Regions from separate parts of the Hordeum vulgare genome. Here region 1 is linked to region 2. Evidence: chromatin contacts called from public Hi-C data. All regions are on one chromosome and are shown on one strand. The core of a region is the stretch at or near the end of the contact, and the rest is flanking DNA. Distances in the headings are between cores, read along the strand shown.

Region 1 (3,494 bases), core at 635-3,134, 830 kb before region 2:
TCGACCGATGGTCACGAGGACACCGATAGTGTCTGTACTTGGACCACCTTACCGTGAGTCCAGCGTCGCTGGAGTTAGCCTAATTCATGGCCCAACGAAGTATATCCACTAACATAGCACCCTTAGTTGGGTTAGGAATTAGTGTTTTCAGCTTATCAAGTGTGGCCTTCTTCACCACAACGCCTGCCTCTTTGTGCAGCTCTTTCATGCTGCTGAAGTTTGAGCACACTTTCATGGTGTTATAAAACTTGGTGCGGTCACCGAGCGAGCACCCTTGGAAGAATGCTCTTCATCCAATGCCCCAAGGGAAGGGGTTGGGGGTGCAGTTGGGGTCGGGGTTCGACTTGTTGCCGGAGTTCATGTCGATGGGTTGGGGGAAAAGTGAGAGACAGATAGGTGGAGTGGTGACCATCATGCTGGCTAAATAAAGGATTCTTGATGATAGGTTTTAATGACGATGTTGTAATATTCATATTGCAGATCCTAACCATTTGAACCTCTTCATTATGCAGATCGACACAGAGAGTATGGGGAAGGAGGTGGTGCCACCCAAGGAGCAAGACAAGGGCAAGGATGTGGTGCCACCATCGGAGGTGACGCCCGTCGAGACCCCTGGTAGGGACGACGACCAGCCGGAGGAGCCCCATAATGGCAAGCGTCAGAACTACAACCACTACCATGGTGTTGGAGGGCCAACCAACTTCTGCAAGGTGCCCATGGCTCCCCTCCTGGAGGTCATACCTATGACACCGGATTTCACGAAGCATTTCCCGTCAGTGCCACATGAGTTCAAACTAAAGACCAACACCGAGTGCTCCTGGAGGGTGACTGTGCGTCTGTTGAATGACACGGTCACCCTCGATCAGGGCTGGGCCACCTTCGCTATTGCCCATCAGATCAAGATAGGCTTCATGGTGAACTTTAAGCTGCTCACTCCCAAAAGCTGAAGGTTATCATTTTCAATGACAACGGCATTGAAGTGGTGACCAGATGCGGGAAGCAAGACGACGCCTTCGCCGTGAACCCCTAAGACAATCCCGACATGCTCCAGCTGCTTTACTTTAGTATCGGCTGCTATTTTGAACTGATCTGTTATGCGTGGCATAATATTTATATCTACTCTATGTTCTATTATGTGTGTTCTTTCCGAGGCCGATGTGTGTTGGTAACCTCATCATCGTGTCGAAGAGGTTACCAGACAACACACGGTGCATGCCATCAAACAGCAGGCTGTGTGTTTGACCGTGCACAAGCGGACAACCAAACACCATGCCCATAGTGACACCTCATGCAGCCCCAAACGTATGCACGCAATAAAACTAAATGCAGATGTTAGTTTTTTATTATTTTACCTCAACCTGACCTTCTTTACACAGGTTCTACGGAGCAACTATGCCTACCCAAGTCATCTCACGTTGTTCCTCGTGCACTATGAGTGTAGAAGATTACAAGAACCGAGTAAAAAAGTTTGTATGAGGAAGTATTAATTCCCAACATGCCCCTCATCGAAAGAGAGATGTCGCGTCAACAAATAGAGTCTGGGGCTCTGTGGTGATCGAATGCTAAATAACGAAACGAGCTATCTTCAGAGATCCATCTGTGTTTAACAAGTGTACGTCATATGGTCACGAACTCATGATACTCGGTTAATTAGTGTACGGCACATGGTCATGAACACATTTTTAAAAATTCAAGAACAATTTTGAACTTCTGCATGACTGGACTCAACAAGGGCTCATGATTCCCATCTCAAAGTACCAAAAGGCATATCCTAGCAGCCTAATCGCAAAGTACACATTCACATGGCTCCAAGCCTGCAACCACCAACCCTGCTCACGGCGCTAGAGGCGGAGGTGGTGGCGGGCCCCGCCCGCAGCACGCAGCGCCTCGTCGCCGTCGATCGTGAGGACGCACTAAAGAAAGTGGTACTTTGGTGAGCAAGATCCCCCAGCGCGTCAACGGATTCCACCGTTGCTAGTGCACTCTGATTCAGAGTCCAGTCGGCATGCCGTTTAATTTATATCCCTATGCCTGATTGCCTGTGATTATACTATGTGGTCTTGTGATCTTTATGCCAGCTTGGTTAAAGAACTCGAACGGTTCCCCGCATATCACAGGTCTTTACCTGGACTTAGCAAACATAACACGTTCACGTGTCCGTTCTGAGTTTTTATTTTTTTAATCCATGCAGTCATGAATTTTTATTTCTTTTTCATATGTCCGGTCACTAGGATGTGATTGATGAAGAATAAGAGAGAGAGAGAGAAAAAAAAGGTGGTCCACGATAGTGTTGCGTCCTACGTGGCAAACTGACAAAGTGTGTCCGGGCGCATCCGCGAGCCATCGTATCGTTCTTATATTTAAGATGGATACGATGGGTGCCGGTCAGTCCGAGTGTTTGAGACGGGTATGAGTGATCCGGTTCGATCGCGTTTTTGTAACCGATCACTCACCAAACAGCCTGTTCGGACATTTGAGATGGGTATGGGGGCTTCGGTTGTAGATGCTAACCACCAAAGCATTTGATTCCGGGCATACAAGGCTGATATGATGAGCTTACAACATCTACATTCCCAAACCTGTCCCAAACGTCCGGATGGCCCGTTTGATCATTGAGCGGTCACGAAAATCCGACTTAGACGAGTCTCAAACATCCGAGCTAGCTGATATCTTTCATATCCAACCCAAATATGGGACGAATGTCCGAGCGCGCCGCCACGTAGGACAGACGAAGGGGTCTCACGAGGAATCGCCCGGAAGTTCGATGGTGTGACGGACGCCTCCTCCGTTGTCGCGTTGTGAACGCCGCGTGGTGCCGCTCCGGCTCGTTGCCCGATGCCAAATTCGGCTATTTAAGCCGCCTGACGTCCCCGAGCGGTGGCCCATTCACCTCATCCCTCTTCGCGCCACCACCCAAGCCCGTCCGCCTCCTCTCCCGCGCTCTCTCACGCTCTCCGACATTGCCATGGTTCAATGGAAGATCGACACCTACGCGGCACTTATGCCGGAGCATCGGAGGCAGATCAAGGAGAATATCCAGGCTAGGCTCGCCGTCCGCATCGTTGTCGGGCTGCCTCCGGACTCGTCGGAGACGGAGGAGGAGGAGGAGGAGCAGCAGTCGGAGGAGGAAGAGGAGGGAGAGCAGCTACCGAAGCCGGCGGAGGTGGCAAATCCGGAGGAAGACAAGGCGTAACATTCTGCTCTGGGGTTTAACATGGCACAGGTGGAGGCGGAGTTCGCCATCGCCCAAGCCGAGGAAATGACGGAGCGGCACAACATCCTCAAGTCCATCCAGGATGAGGCCTATGTGGAGACCAACCAAATGGTTCCTCAGACAAAAGCAGGCGGAGTCCGACGCGCTCTTCGTCGACCTTGAGGCGGGCATAGAGTAGGAGGAGACCGGAGCGGAGCAGCCGGAGCTGCAGCTGCCACCCATGCATCCAGAATCGGGCACGAAGATAGTCGACATCTCTAACGAGGATAGCTAGGTGATC
Region 2 (3,801 bases), core at 849-3,348:
GAAGATGGCCTCGGGCGGCGTCGGGGACCGCGTGCCGCTGCACTACAGCCCGGCGGGGCGGTGTAGCAGCGGCTCGCGTGTCGAGGCAACCGCGGGGAGAACTACTGAGCAGCGGCGCTGCCGCCCGACGGGGCAACGCAACGGCAACCCGTTGCTCGATCGATGGAGGGACGCGATGTACTCGGGACAACCTTCACAGGACCTGCGGAGGCGCATGCAACCGACTGATCATGTCAGTCGCACGACGCGGATGGTGTCGATTGCGGCGGGCAGGTGATCAATTCGATCGCACGCGAGGTCGGGGGGCACTGCTCGGTGATGATGATGGCGTCATGGACGATGATGTGGGGTTGCCGAGCAGACCAAGGCGACGACAGCCAACGGGGAACGACATGCCAGAGGAGGCCGGCGATGGGCCGGGGAGCCCGAGACAGCCGGTAGGCCCCACGCAGCCGGCAAGCTGAGGTAGCCGGCAGGCCCGTTGCAGCTGGCAAGCCGAGGCAGCTAGCAGTCCCGGCACAGCGGCAAGCCCGACAACCGGCAAGGGGGGCGGCAGATGAGGCAGCCGGCAGGCCTAGGGCAACCGATGTTCCCGAGGCGGCCGACATGTGGCGACGAAGACGAAAGGTGGGTGATGCACGTATCCTGTTCATCGCCGGGCGGCGACGATGGCGTAAAGTGACGGGCCGACAGATGCGCGGACGACGACCATGATGGGTCGCCGCGTCACGCGAGGCCGTCGGGTCGAAGTAGAGGTCGGCTGGTCGCGCCTAGGTCGGAGTAGAGGCGGCATGTGTCGACAGCGACAGCGGGCGAAGCAACCCGATCTTATATCGGAAAACTAAAAAGGAAGAATGCCGATTAAGAGACCGGCAAAAGAGAGAAAATTCAGATTAAGAGATCAGGGAAAAAACTCTCTAGGGCAGCTAGTCAACAAGACCGATGGACGAACCCTAGGTAAGGGCGACGCGGGCCCCGGCGGCGGTCATGGAGGCCGACCGCCCCGAGGGTGGCGCGTGGTGCGAAAGCGGCTCGCGGCGTCTAGGCCTAGAAACGTACGATAGATACCATGTTCAAAGGGAATAAAGGTTGTATTGCTTGAGCCTCATGGACATATATATATATATATAATACAATGATCAATTTAGAGTACAAAACAAGGTAGGACAAATCCTAATCTATCCCATATTTCCTAATAATCAATATACTCAACATTGAATATATTGTTGTGTGCGTCATCCCATGCAGAGCCGAGGGTATTTCCCTCTTTTCAAAAATAAATAAATAAATCATGGATTACACATTTGTAAGGTCTCTATGTACCTCGCTTGCATGGTCAAATACTCCTATTTTCGGAGTTAAACCGTCGCTCTTTTGACGTGAAATTCAATAGGAATGGAAGCCAACATATATATATTCTTCCTAGCCAGGTCCAAGGTAATGAATCACGGTAGTACACCTGGTTGATTCCGTCGATTTTTTTTTTTTTTTTTTGAGAAAACAAGAATTCATCCTCTAGGGGATTCAACCGAGATGGGATGGGAAATCAATGGAGATTCCGGTCGATATCATATGCATAACATTTACTAGACGCATACTCCTCTGATAGCATCTCTCTCGTATTATACTCAACTGAGTACTTAAAACTAATGCTGCAAGTGGCAGTTATTAGTAGGCCCAACTGATTACGTGGTGATCATCTTCATTACAGCGAAACCAAGCAAGGACAGTTAAACAATCCCCCGAAAAGAAAACTAAACAAAGCATATGTGGCGTTGCGTCGCCGTGGTTTGTGTGGAATCTGCATCAGGCCGGGCCAGTATAGTTTTCCGGCGGTTTGACCTGCCCGGCTTGTATTAATTATGCGCCTCATTAGTTAAGTACCAGGGCATTACCAGATAAGACCAACTAAGCACTCACTTAAAGTATGGTATATGTGGCAACATGGCGCCGTTGGTGCGATCGAATCGGCACGACGTTTTTTTGTTGCTTTTATTTTCCTGCAAGCAATTATCATCTAGACGCTTCTGACTTGTCCATGTCGACATCTCTTGCGAGACGTGGACAGGTACATGGCAAGGTGCGGTGCACCGTGGAAACAATCAATCAGTTATATATACTCGCACGTTGCACAAGGCAAATACTGCGTGTTGTATTACCATGCATACAAGTTTGTCATCTCGTATCGGAAAGTGCAGCAAATTCACCATCCGGCGGGCTAGACCGCCAGGTATCTCCTGGTCAACTTCTTTAAAATCTTTAGATGTTGTACTTTATTTTTTTTGTGTAAATGTCAAAACCTGGGAGTATATACCATCAGGAATCCATTTCTTTTTTATAGAATGCAGCGCCAATATATCTAGTACTGCTAGCACGTTGAAGCTAGGATCAGGGTCTATGCTCACAAACCCATCACTTGTGTGCCGTATAATTTATCTCTATGCAAACATGACTCTAGTTAGGCCGGCGGGCAGGTGATATGTGGGGAACCGCTGGAGTTTTTCTTAATGTTGTTTGCCCAGGAGTACATATGTGAGTGCGTGGCTCGATGCGGACGGGTATGGTCCCCTGCAGTCCGATCCCATCCCAGGTTGGCGTATACTACTTACCATAAGATGATAGTACAACAACAAACAAGTAAACAATGGCGTGTGACTCGATAATCGACTCTAATCGGGGTGCACTAGCAGCGGTGGGATCCGTTGTCATTCCTGTAGTTCTAGATCACCGATTTAAGGAATTAAATATGTGTTATATATCATGAAAAGTATATCATTAAATTTCTACACGGATGAATTTTTTAAATATATATTTTTTATCACATATGATACATATTTAGATTGTTAAATTGTTGATCTAGAACTACGCGAGTGACTTAGAGCAAGTACAATAAGGTACAGTCAGCAGACTGTAAAGATAAAAATACTATATTTTTGTTGATTTGGATGAGAGAGAAGAGGAGAGAGAAGAGAAGCGGGCTCTTCGTGAAGAGCCAGCCCTAGCACGTGCTCCCAGGTGCTTTGTGAGAATGAAAGATGGTTCATATATGATAAAAATAGTACTCTTTTATTGCTAACTATTGTACAAGTTAGCTATAAGATCGGAAATTGCTTTTGGTGGCCGAGCTCCATGGAGGCCTTTAAATTTGAAATTCAAATTTCATGAAAATTCATATTTTTATATTTTAAAAAATTATGAAAAAAAATACAGGGATAAGTGAAGGCGTAACACACATGTGTGTAAATTTTCAGAAAAAATACATTAAAATGAGGGCTGTGCAAAAAAGATAAATCTGAGGCTTTTTTACACATGACACTATTCATCATTTCAGGTCATGAATTTGTCTTTTTTGTGCAGATCGTATTTCATCCTAATTTTTTGCACACATACGCATAACATCCTTCTTTACTTCCATATTTTTTTCAGATTTTTTTGAAACCAAAAAATTTGAATTTTGAATTATTCAAAAATTTCGGCCTTCATAAAGACCGAGCTCCAAACGTCCGCACTCTTATAAAATGGGTTATAAAACTGCTTACAGGCAGCAGTTGGCTATACTGGACGGAGGTAGTAGCAAATATAACTACTCGAGATCCATGGGAGCTGTGGTTAAATAGTGGACGTGACAAAAAAAAGGGGAACAAAACGGGAAGAAAGAAAACAGAAGAAGAGATTTTGTGGTGAGACGGTTGCACGGGCTTGCCCTTTTCCGTGCCCTATAAGAGAATGGTCAGGTGATGGGTACGCAGACTGTAACCTACGCGGTGCAGCAGCAGGTTCATCAGTGATGGGCCCTGCAGT

The links. Hi-C and Micro-C count contacts between places; a contact is called where the count stands out from the background.
Region 1: a contact with region 2 is called in a Hi-C map of leaf, with 5 times the contacts expected there. The contact joins two enhancer-like sites. A contact is called at or near these places in 2 of 6 Hi-C or Micro-C datasets (leaf and seedling).

What each region holds. Positions count from the first base shown.
Region 1 is chr4H:76,460,556-76,464,049 of MorexV3_pseudomolecules_assembly, reverse strand. No RefSeq gene overlaps it. Among protein-coding and RNA genes, the nearest start is that of TRNAS-GCU, 8.4 kb to the left of the region's middle. Within about 2 kb of position 1,884, at least 3 of the 3 cell types and tissues checked have open chromatin away from gene starts, as enhancers often do. A contact at or near this core is called in leaf and seedling, where this site is marked.
Region 2 is chr4H:75,633,623-75,637,423 of MorexV3_pseudomolecules_assembly, reverse strand. No RefSeq gene overlaps it. Among protein-coding and RNA genes, the nearest start is that of LOC123447931, 250 kb to the right of the region's middle. Within about 2 kb of position 2,098, at least 3 of the 3 cell types and tissues checked have open chromatin away from gene starts, as enhancers often do. A contact at or near this core is called in leaf and seedling, where this site is marked.